2 separate regions of the Mus musculus genome follow, and region 1 is linked to region 2. The links are chromatin contacts, called in public promoter capture Hi-C maps. All regions are on one chromosome and are shown on one strand. The core of a region is the stretch at or near the end of the contact, and the rest is flanking DNA. Distances in the headings are between cores, read along the strand shown.

What was found. Promoter capture Hi-C pulls out the DNA fragments that hold promoters and counts their contacts.
Region 1: a promoter capture Hi-C map of the HPC-7 cell line shows a contact between it and region 2, with 5 times the contacts expected there. The contact joins the enhancer-like site here to the promoter of Rbp2 in region 2. A contact is called at or near these places in 4 of 39 promoter capture datasets (the HPC-7 cell line, embryonic stem cells, macrophages and 1 more), 5 of 484 Hi-C or Micro-C datasets (the HPC-7 cell line, epidermal suprabasal cells and uterus), 3 of 115 datasets of contacts at active chromatin or transcription factors (embryonic stem cells, large pre-B cells and pancreatic cancer cells) and 4 of 9 other capture datasets (adipose tissue, embryonic stem cells, liver and 1 more).

What each region holds. Positions count from the first base shown.
Region 1 is chr9:98,534,451-98,540,869 of GRCm38.p6, forward strand. No RefSeq gene overlaps it. Among named protein-coding and RNA genes, the nearest start is that of 4930579K19Rik, 26 kb to the right of the region's middle. Within about 2 kb of position 4,126, at least 36 of the 459 cell types and tissues checked have an H3K27ac peak or open chromatin away from gene starts, as enhancers often do. A contact at or near this core is called in the HPC-7 cell line, pancreatic cancer cells and uterus, where this site is marked.
Region 2 is chr9:98,485,759-98,491,955 of GRCm38.p6, forward strand. Rbp2 (retinol binding protein 2, cellular) reads left to right here and starts at 4,779. Exons shown (of 4, transcript NM_009034.4): 1 at 4,779-4,924. The coding sequence starts at 4,852.

The sequences.
Region 1 (6,419 bases), core at 2,876-5,375, 48 kb after region 2:
TGGTATGTCCAGCAGAGGAATGCTAACCTTTCTCCTGTGGGGTTTTTTTCTTTTGTAGTTTTATGGTTTAACCTTATATTTATGTCTATAAACTGTTTAATTTTTGTATGGCATGATATCAGGGTCAAGAGTCATTCTTTTGCATAGTGATAACCAAATGTCAACCCTTCTTTTTTGGAGAATTCTTAGCCTGTGTGTTTGTTTTAAGGCAATTATGAAAAACCAGAATGTTGAAACCCTGTGGAGTGTTTTGAATGTTCACATTTAACAAGTGAATTCTTTTAGCCAAGAATCTCAGTATATTCTGACATGTTTAAATTATCTCAACGCCCCTGGGGATACCCCAGCCTGCCCTGCACCACCCCCAGATCCACTTCCCCAAGTGGATCCTGCAATTTCCCAGAAGAACTGAAGTGCACTCAGGGCTCATGGTGTGGCCTTTGACCTGTAACTCAGCAGCTGCTGCTAGCAGACAGGTCTATGGTCTTATGTGTTAATGTTTCACATGTACATTTTATACAACATGTACAGATTAAACCCGTGATTCTCACAATTAGTAACATCTCTCTAGCCTCCTATTACAGTCGTGTTATCTGGGGCCCAGACGATGCTAAAGTATGAAATAAGAGAGGAATTGGGATTTGAGCCCAGCTTTTCAGGAACCAGAGCTCTGCTTTCTGCACTGACCAGCCTTCTGCAGCCAGAACTGGATATTGTAATATGATGTAGCCTCTCTTACTTTGCAAGACTGAGTCTCTCAGATATGTATAAAATAGAAGACTGGATGGTAGGCATAGTTTTCCCTCAGTTGTTTTTTTTTTTTTTTTTTTTAGATTTTAAGTGTGGAAAGCTCCAAAAGAGAAAAACGTCATACACTTAGATTAAGCAGTTGTTAACACTCTGCCACATCTGCTCAACTATAATTCTTTCTGAGTTATTTGAGAATAAATTTCAGACATCAAAGCATTTTGCTCCTGAATAGTTCAGCACAGATCTTTCAAAAACAAGCATGTCTCTTCCACAAGATGGGAACGGCATGAGCAACTGTTGAACAATTCAGAAAATTAATAAATTATAAAAAAGTAGCAATTTGATCATGATTGAAAATTTAGTTTATGTAGCGCACTATTTGTAAAATAAAAATAGATCATCAAGTCAACAACTCCCTTGAATGTAATATTCAGTCCAAATTTAAACCTCAGAATGATCTTATAGATTTTAGGGAAAAAAACTTAAGACTCTGTCAAAGATTTTGCCACACAATAATTTTGTTTCAATTATTATTCTGTTTGGTTTCTTTGTTTCTGTTTGTTTGTTTGTTTTCCTTATCATACTAGAATTAGAAACTAGTCCCTTGTATATTCCAGGCAAGAACTCAACTGCTGGTCAATAGCTATAATCTCTTTTAATTTATAACATCTCCATCACTTTCTACAAACACATCTTTGTAAGTTTGTGACTGTGTGAGGATTTGTGCACTAGAGTGCAATGCCCTTAGAGGCCAGCAGATGGCTTCAGATCCCCCAGCTGCCTGATGTGAGTCCTGAGACTGGAAATTGAATCCTCTACAAAAACAGTTGGCATTCTTAATGCATTCTTAACTGCTAAACCAACTCTCCAGCTCTCCTTCTGCCACTTTTGTTTGATGTTTTCATTGCATCCCTTTTATAAAAAGTACAGGCCAGTTCTTTTGTCAATTCTCTATTTATCAATATGTTTCATTGTTTCCAAATCTCCCAGCCTTCCAGAGTCTGGGAAGAGATAGGAGGATGTGTGATGTTACATGAATTATGAAGTAAATTAAGATTAGAATGTGTGGGAAGATCTCACAAGACCAAGTTTCTTAGCCTGGCTAGTAATAGCTGCCTACCTCCTGGGACCGTCTCCCTACAACTTTACAAAAGAGACATGACCAAGTATCCTATGTGGTTAGCAGGCATTGCCTATGGGAAACCCCCAAACAGGATTGAAAACACATGAAGAAAAAGAAAGAATCCAACTAGAAGGCAATTGACCTTAACTGGAAGAAGCTGAGAAATAAGAATATTAACTACATCTCATATGATAACCCATAAAATAAAGCATAGATCCACAACTCGTTACTGATAAACATTTTAAAATAATATAAGTAAGTGGAAGGAAAGAATAATGCTTTCTAATAGAAGAATGTCAGTTAGTAAACACAGATGAGATGACAAATATTATTTCAATTACCACTAGACACCATAGATCACACAGATCGCATATAAAATATACCAATAGATATTCAATTAACTGTTCACATTTGGAGAGAAACAGAGTATCAGGGTAGCCTCAGGTATCTCTGCCCAGATAGTTATGATTTGTAAAAGGTAAAGCAGGGAGCTAGGCATGATGGAATACACTTATAATCGCAGCAGAGGCAGGAAGATTTGGAATTCAAACCCAGTCTGGGCTGTATAGTGAGGCCTTCTCTCAAAAACCTAAAATAATTAAAAGGAAGGAAGGAAGGAAAGAAGGGGAAGAAGGAAGAAAGAAAAAGTTGTAGCTTCACAAACCTCCTTAATCAAGCGATCAAATTTAACTAGCACAGTAATGAAAGCCATTCAGGGACACCATTATGGAATTCCCATCCAACCCAGCACCTCCATCAAATAGTAAACAAACATCCAATAAACTTCAGCTTACAGTTATTCAGCAGTGAAATTGACTGATGGTCTTTAAAAGTGCCAAAGCCAAGAAAGGACTGACAGATTGGCTCAGAGAGGGAGCCGCCGAGGAGTCATGGAGGCTGAAGTAGCAGAAGAGCATGCTAAGGAGAACTGTTGAAATTCAGATGAGGGCAGTCGTGTAGTTAAAAGTATTAATAGCATTAACAGTAGCATTGACATTCTGGTCACCATGCTATGGCTGTGATGGGTATTACATTAGCGTTCAGGGAAGCTGTGGGTTTATGAATATCAATTAACATGGATTAATATTAATTAGCAATTTATTAATATTCATTAACTTTTCTGTGTTCAAAAAAAATAAAAAATAAAAACTTAAAAAAAACCACAGCCCTAGATGTAAGTGAAGTTGAAGCTGAAGGCTTGGGGGCAGGGGATACAGCTAGGCCTCACCTGTCTTCAGCACCTCCTCGCTCTAGTCTGCCAAAATGTCTGAATACCATTCAAGACACATCACCTTTTTAGAATTTTCAGTTCTTTTAAATTTTCATAAAAATAAGCATTGCATGTTAGCCATGCTCCCCCAATCCCACCCCTTGCCCCTTTCCCAATATGCATTTCTTCTAACTAAGCTTTTGGGTACATAAAGGTCCAATGAGTCTTGCCTCAGATATTTATGGAGGAGCACTGTCTATATTTGGGCTAGGATGAGGCAGACAAGACCTCTGTCTCCCTGGAGGTCAGAATTAGCCATCCGTGTCTTAATATAATGATAAAGACTAGTTTCTTAGTTAAATCAAGGTACTAAGGAAAAGAAAATTCACAACTCCATTTGAGAAAGGGCAGTCTACAGAGAAGCTTCTAGAAGTCCATAAAGCATGGCTCTGAAGCCAACAGGAGGAGGCACTAGACCAACTAAGAGAGGCAATATGTATGTGGTTGAGCTGAACTGGAAACGCAGCAGACAGCATCCAGAAGGCCCTGTTTGTGCGGCAGGTCCTCCCAAACATGAGAGGTGATGGAGGAACCTGAGGTGTCCAGTTTAAGCAACACTCCTAAGGCTGAGCCAGGGCACGTGGTCCAGCTGGGCCATGGACCTGGACAGTCCGGTGCCAGAGTCTGTGAAGGCACATGTATGCTCTCTGATGCCTCTTCCTGTGAGGACACACGGCCGCAGGAAGACAGGAGGGAGACACAGAGCCTGAGTTAGTCTGGACTTCTGTTCGGAAAAGCAACACGGAGGTGAGCAGGCAATAGACATGAATGACTACTCCGTTTTTTTCTCAGACTTGTCACTTAGGATCAGATTTCTGCCACGCCTTCCTTCTCATGTTACAGACGAGGATGGCCAGAGAAGACAGACTTCTGCAGTTTCAATTAGCAGGCAAGGTTGTAATCTTCTGGTTTATGGAGAGAGCCTTGAGCTCTGATACTATCTGCTCTGGGTCTCATCCTTAGCTGAGCATGCGCTGACTCTCCCTCCTACTTGCCCTCTACCTCGCTCTCCCTCCCTTACCCTCCCTCTCCCTTTCTCCATCTCTGCCTCCCTCTCACACACTAAGTTAATTATTTAATGCTCATAATATATATCTTGAGGATGGCATTTTGCAGCACTGAGCTTTAAACAGTGCGTGTTTAAATACATTTAATCCAATGAATATTTCAAGGCAATTAATCTCCACAGGGTGAAAGAATGATCAGATCTCCCAGCACATCATAATACTTTGGAATCAGCCGAGGGAATGATCTGCCGCCCCGCCGCCCCGCAGTGGGTTCAGGAAGATTCACTTAAAAGACTTTTAGAGCTGACTATCCGGTGTTAACCAGCAAGGACGTTGCTGAAGAGAAGGATTAAGGTGCCGCCTAGTGGTTGGTAGTGTCTATGCAAGGAGAGAAGGTGCTAGCATCTTGATTTTGAAGAGGACTCCTTTACAAATGTGTATATTTATATATACACTCACAAACCGACAGACACAGTCGTGCTTTACGTGAAATTTTGTGTGCTACATATGCTCATCCTTGTATGACCTGCTTGTGTGTGTGTGTGTGTGTGTGTGTGTGTGTGTGTGTGTGTGTGTGAACAAGAGTGGGTGAGAATTTCCATGGGTATGCTGGAGTGCTGCTGCTGAGATCTGGTAACCCTTCTCTGAGACATTATCATGTCTATCGCTGAATTTTTTGTTTGGGGAAATTTCCAAGATATGGTATTTGTTGTAGCCATGCTAGCCAACATTTTGAAGACACATGCACACATCCTGATATACACGCATAAATATTTACACAATCCGGTTTCTATTGATTTTAATGACAACTTGCCACAGATTAGAATCACCTGAGTAAGAAACCTCACTTGGAAGAGCTGGCTTGGTTGCCTTAATTGACATTGGAAGACCCACCCAGATTGTGGACCCAACCAATAAAAACCCAAATAAGAAGGGCGTGGCAGGGAGGATGCTATCTGGACTTTTGCTCTCTTGGCCTTCCCTCTTGATGATTTTGCCCCGTTGCTGTCATTGATTCTTCAGCTGATATCGGAACCAGTATTTCTGGGCTTCCATCCTGGACTAAGGACCAGTGGCTCTCAAAGAATGAGCAACTACCCTCTCCAATAGCAAACCATTGCTGTGAGGCTACCTGACTTCTGAGGCACCCAGTCTAAAGGACCTAGCCTCTACCAGGTTCTCAGCCTCTCAGGTGCAATTCTGTTGTTGCTATTTTAATTTATGTGCACGTAGGTGTGTGAGCACGCATAGACATATTCACGTCATTGACTGTTCTTCTAGAGCAGTAGCTCTCAACCTGTGAGTCCCAACACCCACAGGGGTTGCATATCAGATATCTTGCATATTAGATATTTACATTATGACTCATAAGAGTAGCAAAATTACAGTTATGAAGTAGCAGCACAATAATTTTATGGTTGGGGGCATCACCACAGCGTGAGGAACTGTATTAAAGGGTCCCAGCATCAGAAAAGTTGAGAACCATTGTTCTATAAGAACCCCGACTAAGGGGGAAAAATCCCACCTAACCTTGTCAGTCCTATGAGAGCTTAGTGTTTATTCATTCCATATTTCAGATAAAGAAAACTGAGGCTTGCCTGAGGTCACGTAGCTTGTCAAAATCAGGTCTGCTGGCCCCGGAACCCATCTTGCTAGCCTTCCTATTACACTGCCTTATGTTACATTCAGAGTGAACTTGGCTAGGCTAACAGTGTCAAATCAACTGATGGACATCACCCACCTACTAGACTCTGGTACTGTGCTTGGCACTGTTGGGGAACAAACACACACACTATGATGCCTAGTCCAAGATTGTGAAAGCTTTTCTTTAAAACTGGGCATGCTGGTAATGCATGCTGGTAAACTCAGTCCTCAGAAGGCAGAGGCAGGAGGTTTACTGCAAGTTCAAGGCAAGCCTGGTCTACTTAGTGAGTCCCAAGCCATTCAGGGCTGCATAATAAGACTGTGTCTCAAAAAAACAAAGCAAGCCGGGCAGTGGTGGCACACACCTTTAATCCCAGCACTTGGGAGGCAAAGGCAGGCGGATTTCTGAGTTCGAGTCCAGCCTGGGCTACAGTGTGAGTTCCAGGACGTCCAGGGCTACACAGAGAAACCCTGCCTCACCCCCCCCCCCAAGAAACAAAGCAAACAAACATACAAACAAAAAAGTCCCACTGGTTTCTTAATGATGTTATACAGTGTACTTACTGGCTGGTTTTGTGTGTCAAGTTGACACAAATTAGAATCATCAGAGAGGAAGGAGCCTCAG
Region 2 (6,197 bases), core at 3,529-6,028:
AGGTAGAGACGGTATCTTCCTGGAGATACTGGGGAACATGCAGCACAGAGTCTCCTTCATTCTGAAGGACGTACAGCTTCTTCCTTCGGAGAGAGGGAAGGCACTGGGAAGAGTTTAAAGATACAGCACTTGCCTAGGATGTGTGAGACCCTGGGTTTGAGTCTCAATACAAAAACAAAACAAGACAAAACAAAACAAAACAAAACAAGACACAGTATGGAAGGAGGAAGAGGAGAGCAAGGTAGATGTGGGAGGAGCTGGGCAGGTCTGGGCAAAGCTGCTCTGGTAAAGGGAGCCTCCCTCGAGAAGGCTTCATGCAGGCCTTGGCTTTTTGTTGAGCTCACTCTCAGCTGACTGACAGATCTCAGATTCAACCTTTCAGTGAAAGCCACATTTGGTTTTGTTCTCCAGAAAGCTCCTTGCCAGATAGTAATGGCTGGTAATTTTTCCTAGGCTCAGGAGTCACCTGCGGGATTCCACCAAGACAAGTAGGTACAAAATGGGATGCGCACGGGTATGGTCAGAGTTGGAGGGAGGGTGGGTTAGGTTTAGACTTTGTAAATTAGGGCACTGCTACTACTTCTAAGGTATGTGATCTTCCTTGAATGTGTGAATGGCTGATGCTTAAGTGGCCACTGCTGTTCTCCCCCACTGTTCCTTACTTTTCCTCCCAGTTCACCTCTGTCCTCTATACACAGGTAAGAGACAGGAACATGTGGAAGCACTGGTCTTCTTGGAAGGTTGATGATGAATCGGGCCTTTGCCAGCAGCTTGGGCTATATCCACACCTCACTGCTACTATCCTGGATAGTTGCAGGAACCCTTCTTAGGAGCCTTAGGGTCTTTTCTCTAAATTCTTAAAACTACAGGACTTGGGAGATGACTCAGTAGATGAAGCTGTCTGCTACACACATATGAGGATCTGAGTTGGATTCAGGAAGCCACATTTGTCATCCCTGTGCTAGGGGGTGGGGGACAGAGGTAGAGATCCTGTGGGCCCTGGGCCAGAGAGACGCTCAGACTCAAATACCAAGATGGGTAGGGCTAGAAATATGGCTTATGGGTTAAGAGCTTTGGCTGCTCTTGCAGAAGACCCAGCTTTGATGGTGGTGGCTCACAACCATCTGTAACTCCAGTTACAGAGGGTATGACACCCTTTCTCAACTCCACAGACATCTTGCATACAACTCATGCCCAGACATGCATTCAGACAAAATACCCAGACACATAAAATTAAATTCTAATTAAAAAACCTAAAAGGAAGAAGAAGAGGTGATCCCTGAGGAGGGATGATGTCCAAGATCTTCTTCTAACCTCTACATACATGTGCACACACACACACACACACACACACACACACACACACACACGACTATGTTCTCACTCTGTCTGTCTCATTGCCTTTGTCTCTGTCTCTCTGTGTGTCTGTCTGCCTGTCTTCTTATAATGACTAGCGAATACATGCAAAATTCAAGGTAGGTAAGTATCCAGGGGTCAAGTTCAGAAATTGATGCTTTCTTCAATTTCTGTTATACAATAGGTTTCCCTTGTGATCCTGGGGCAGTGGCAGAGACCCTTCAGGGACTTTGTAAAAATACGAGTTCCGGAGTCTCACCCTGGACTCGTTAAGGGAGGAGCTTAGCATCCTGCATTCCACTGTGCCCTCCACAATGACTTGGAGGCAGGCCAGAGTTCAAGAACCCTGGCTCCAGAGAGGCCTCGTCAATTCTCAAGAGACTCTTTAGACACCTGGGAACACACTGCAGCCTCCTAATCATGACCACTGCACACCACTCACCTCTCACAAAGCCGTTCCAAAGGGAGATTGGCTGAATGAGCTCTAGAGCCAAGGCTGAGAAGGGGGAATGCTGCACCGTGAAGACAAAGATGCCAAGCCTTGTGTGCCATCCTAGCATCCATCAGTTGTCTATAGATGCTAATCGTGTGTTTTGTAGACAGTGTTGGGTTAGTGTGCTGTATCACAGAGCATCTTAGTTGCCAACATTATAAAGGTAATAGTCTGAACAGCTGATTAGACAAACATACCGGATTTTGATACAAGACAAAGGGATCTTATATAGAGGAGATAAGGCCAAGCCACATACTACAGACAAGGTGGGCAGGGTTTCTTTATTGAAACCTCAACTTAACTTGGCCAAGTTGGGCTGAAAGGAGTCAGCACTGACCAGAAGTAATCAGATAATTATTATTCACTTCAACAAGGAAGTTCCTGACAAGCTTTCAGTGATTTTTCTAGAGTGGGATAGAGTTTGGTGATGGGCATGATTCCAACAGTTGCTTTTCCTTCTGCTCAAGCATTCTGCCACTGAGGTTTTCAGGCTGACAGATGGGACCCTAACCCAGGTAGTACAGGAGCCTTCCTAGTGCTGGCCTCACCACCCAACATAAACATACTGGCTTCATGGTTTGGCTTGGGCTTTGTGCTGAGGCTGATGGGCTGATGTGTGTGTGTGTGTGTGTGTGTGTGTGTGTGTGTGTGTGTGTGTGTGTTTATATTTGAGTAATACACAACCTGAGTTTAGAATTCTTGTTTAAAAGTATTTTCCTTCACTTGTAGGAGGGTAGAGCTCCGTTGTTAGACTCTACCAAGGCTGTTGAAAAGCCTAAAGCCAACCCCACTGCCGCATTGTTCTTTTATAGATGATTTGTTGTTTTTACCTACTTAGGTTTTTTCCCCTCTGAGTTTTCACCATGATATCTTCTGTGTTAGTACTGTTGTCTTGCTTTCTCTTGCTATGATAAAAGAGTCTGACCAAAAGCAACTTGAGGTGTATTTGGCTTACACGTCCCTATTACAGCTCATCAATGAGAAAAGCCAGGGCAAAACTCAAGGCAGGAATCTAGAGGTAGGAACTGAAGCAGAGAACATGTGGAACACTGCTTACTGGCTTGCTCTCCATGGCTTTGTCAGACTGCTTCCTTATACAACCCAGGACCACCTGGTCATGAGTGGCACATCCACAGAGGACTGGGCCTTCCCATAATCAATAATTTATATAGAAAATGCCCTACATACTTGCCCACAGGATAATCTGTTAGAGGCAATTTCTCAACTGAGGTTCCTATCCAGGATTGGGTCAAATTGACAAAAACTAAGCAGTGTATGTAGCCTCTGAGTAAAGTTCTCAGCCCTTCTACTTTACAGATACTTTCTTTAGCTGTATTTAATAAACTATTTAGACAACCTCTTGCCTTTTTAACTTTAGCAACTATATATTTTAAATATTTTCTGTATTTTATATTACATGTGTGCCTGAGTGTAGCTATGCACAGTCCCTAGCAACCATAGTTTTAATTTTTAAATTACTAACAACATTTTTTGAGGCAGAATCTCACTGTGTAACTCTGGCTAACCTGGAACTTGCTAGTAGACCAGGTTGGCCTGGAACTCATAGATATCCACCTGTCACCTTCTGCATGCTGGGATTAAAGGCATGGACCACTACACCTGGCAGTAATTCTCGTTTTTAAAAAATATCACTTTGTGCCTTTTAAAGTTTGGGGGTGATTTTTGAATTTCCTTATTGATTTTAAATCTGTCTCCTGATTGCTCTCTGGAACTCCTGGAAACCTGTCTGCTTCTGGGGCTGCTTGTTCTTGGCAATCAGCTTCACCGTGTTTTCTGGTCCTGAACCTATTGTTGCTATGTCTTTACCACAGAGAACTCTGTCTGGCCTGGCTTGAATGTGTGCTTCCAGGTAATTTTACACTTGCTGAATCCCTTAGGTTAGCCCAGAAATCTAAATTCAAAGTCTAGACCCAGGCCAAAGTGGAGGACTTCTTTCGACCCACGCAGTGTCCAAGCTAAAGACACGGGCTTTCTTTGTTTCACTGTTATTTTGACTCGTGTGCAACTTCACTGAAGCAATGGGCCCCTCAAGAGACTAGGTTTCCTGTCTGTTTCCCCTTCTTGTCTTATATCAGCACCAACAGCTCTTTCTCTCTATGCCCATTTACACCCAGGCTTCCTGCTCACCACAATTAATAGCCCTTCTTATCTTCAGCCCCACCCCACCAGGCCAGCTTGCCTTATATTCTTGCATGCAAGACCTGTGGGGTTTGGGGGGACTGTTTTAAAGTGCTTAAATCTGAATGTGGAAGGCAAGTGATGAATCCCCAAAGGTCCTTTCTGTCCCATTCTGCTGTCACAGGTCACAGTTCATTTTCCAGGTTCTGTTTTTACAAGTCACCCTTGGGCTTATCATTTAACTTCCCTGAGCCTTGTAGACCTGGAGAGAGAGAGAGAGAGAGAGAGAGAGAGAGAGAGAGAGAGAGAGAGAGAGTCAGGAGGTGGGGAGGGCTGTTAAATACAACCCACAGAGCTTTTGTGAACTGAGACAAAATGAAGTTCAAGTGTGGCCTGGCACAAGAACAGTTCCTCAGATGTAAAAACCCACCATCAGCTTCACTGGCCAAATCAATGCTGGTTATGTGATAGGCAAGCCTGGCTCCGGTGTCCTGCAGAACGTGTGGGACAAATACTGAGTGTTTGTTTTCCTTAGGAACTGTATGGAATGTTCTGTGTGAGGCCAGGATCTCTGTGGGAGGCCAGTCAGCCTAAAATGAGCTGCTCCAAGGCAGTGTGTCATGGAGATCACAGGGACACGCAGACCTGGCAACGGCAGGACTTTGTGCCTGGACTGCCCACAGACCTGTTGAACTTTGCAAAGGCAAGGGCAGTTCCTTTGAGCTGGGCTTATGACCTTTGACTCTATTATCTTTATATACCTGGTCCACTAAGCTATAAAAGCAGTAACATTTAGCATAGTCTCCCTGCAGCCTGTTCCTTCACAGTCACCGAACGTCCACATCAAACCAGAGGCCACCATCATGACGAAGGACCAAAATGGAACCTGGGAAATGGAGAGTAATGAGAACTTTGAAGGCTACATGAAGGCCCTAGGTAAGAGATGAAGGGGATGGGGAGACAAGGGACATTAAGAAGACAGTAGACTGGTCCTTGAGGAGGTGCTAGTTTGGGATTCACCAGAGCTGTGTGCAAACCCTCTCTCCAGAGTTGTAGCAGGGCAGAGTCAGTTAAGTCCCGGGAACTCTCTGAGGCTGTTTTTCTACCTAGAAATGATAAGTGTGATGAGGTTAGAATGTTCTTTGCACGGTGCGTGGCTGACAGAAAACACTGAACGGAGAATGCATATACATGTGTACATGTGTTCCCACACAGTACATGCATACACACACCACGACAGATATAGTCTGCCCTGAGAGGACAACAGAATCACTCTCCTGCCTTGTCATCACCATCTCACAGGTAACCCATTGAGTTAGACATCGCCACCAATGAATAACTCCTGCTTGAGTTTTCCTCAGCCTTCACATAGAAAGCACCGAAGGACCAGCCATCCAATTCGCTACCTAGAGACATTCAAGCTCTCAGAGTTCTGAGGGGGGCTTTTGTCACAGGACTCAAATCACCCACTGCTTATTCAAGTTCTGCACTGGGCTCCAGGCCAAGGGTTGCTAATTTGTTTATGTCCCGAGTCAATGACGGGGCAGGTCTGTAGGTCTCACCTGGTGTTGGCAGAAACATGTGATTTGGGCTGTACTTGGAAGAAGATGGAGTGAGTCGCCACAGGGGACCTCCAAAGAATGGCAGCAACCAGGCACTGGACAAGGAGCTTAGCTACTGAACTTCTTTACTGCAACAGCACACTGGTCACCTTTTCTACATTGAAATTCCCCACATCCAGAGTGACATCCCTGAATGTTGGGGAGCCATACAAGCATGAGAGAAATGACTGCATATGGCCACAGATAATTTGAATATGGTGGTGAGAAGCATCTATAAGAATGGACTTGTAGGGTCTTTTTCTGCAACTAAAGAAAGACAGACAAAAATCCTCTCATTAGAGCCCCACCTACTAGGGTTAAGATACCAAATCAATTTGGAAGGGGGTGTAACAGAACCTAGGCAAAAAGGAACTATTCCTGCCACACTCCTGTCTAGCAACATGAGTGGCTAATGGAAATGGATTTCAGAACCCACATATGTAGTCAATTAGAGCATAGTTCAGAACCATAATTTTGAACATTATCACATTGATAAGGTAAGTAAACACAGAGTGAGTACAGCCTGTGCCATGCCCAAGACTTCCTCTGTGAGGTGGGATCCAGTTCTTAGCATTTCAGGGCCTTAATTTTTCCACCTGCCAAATAGG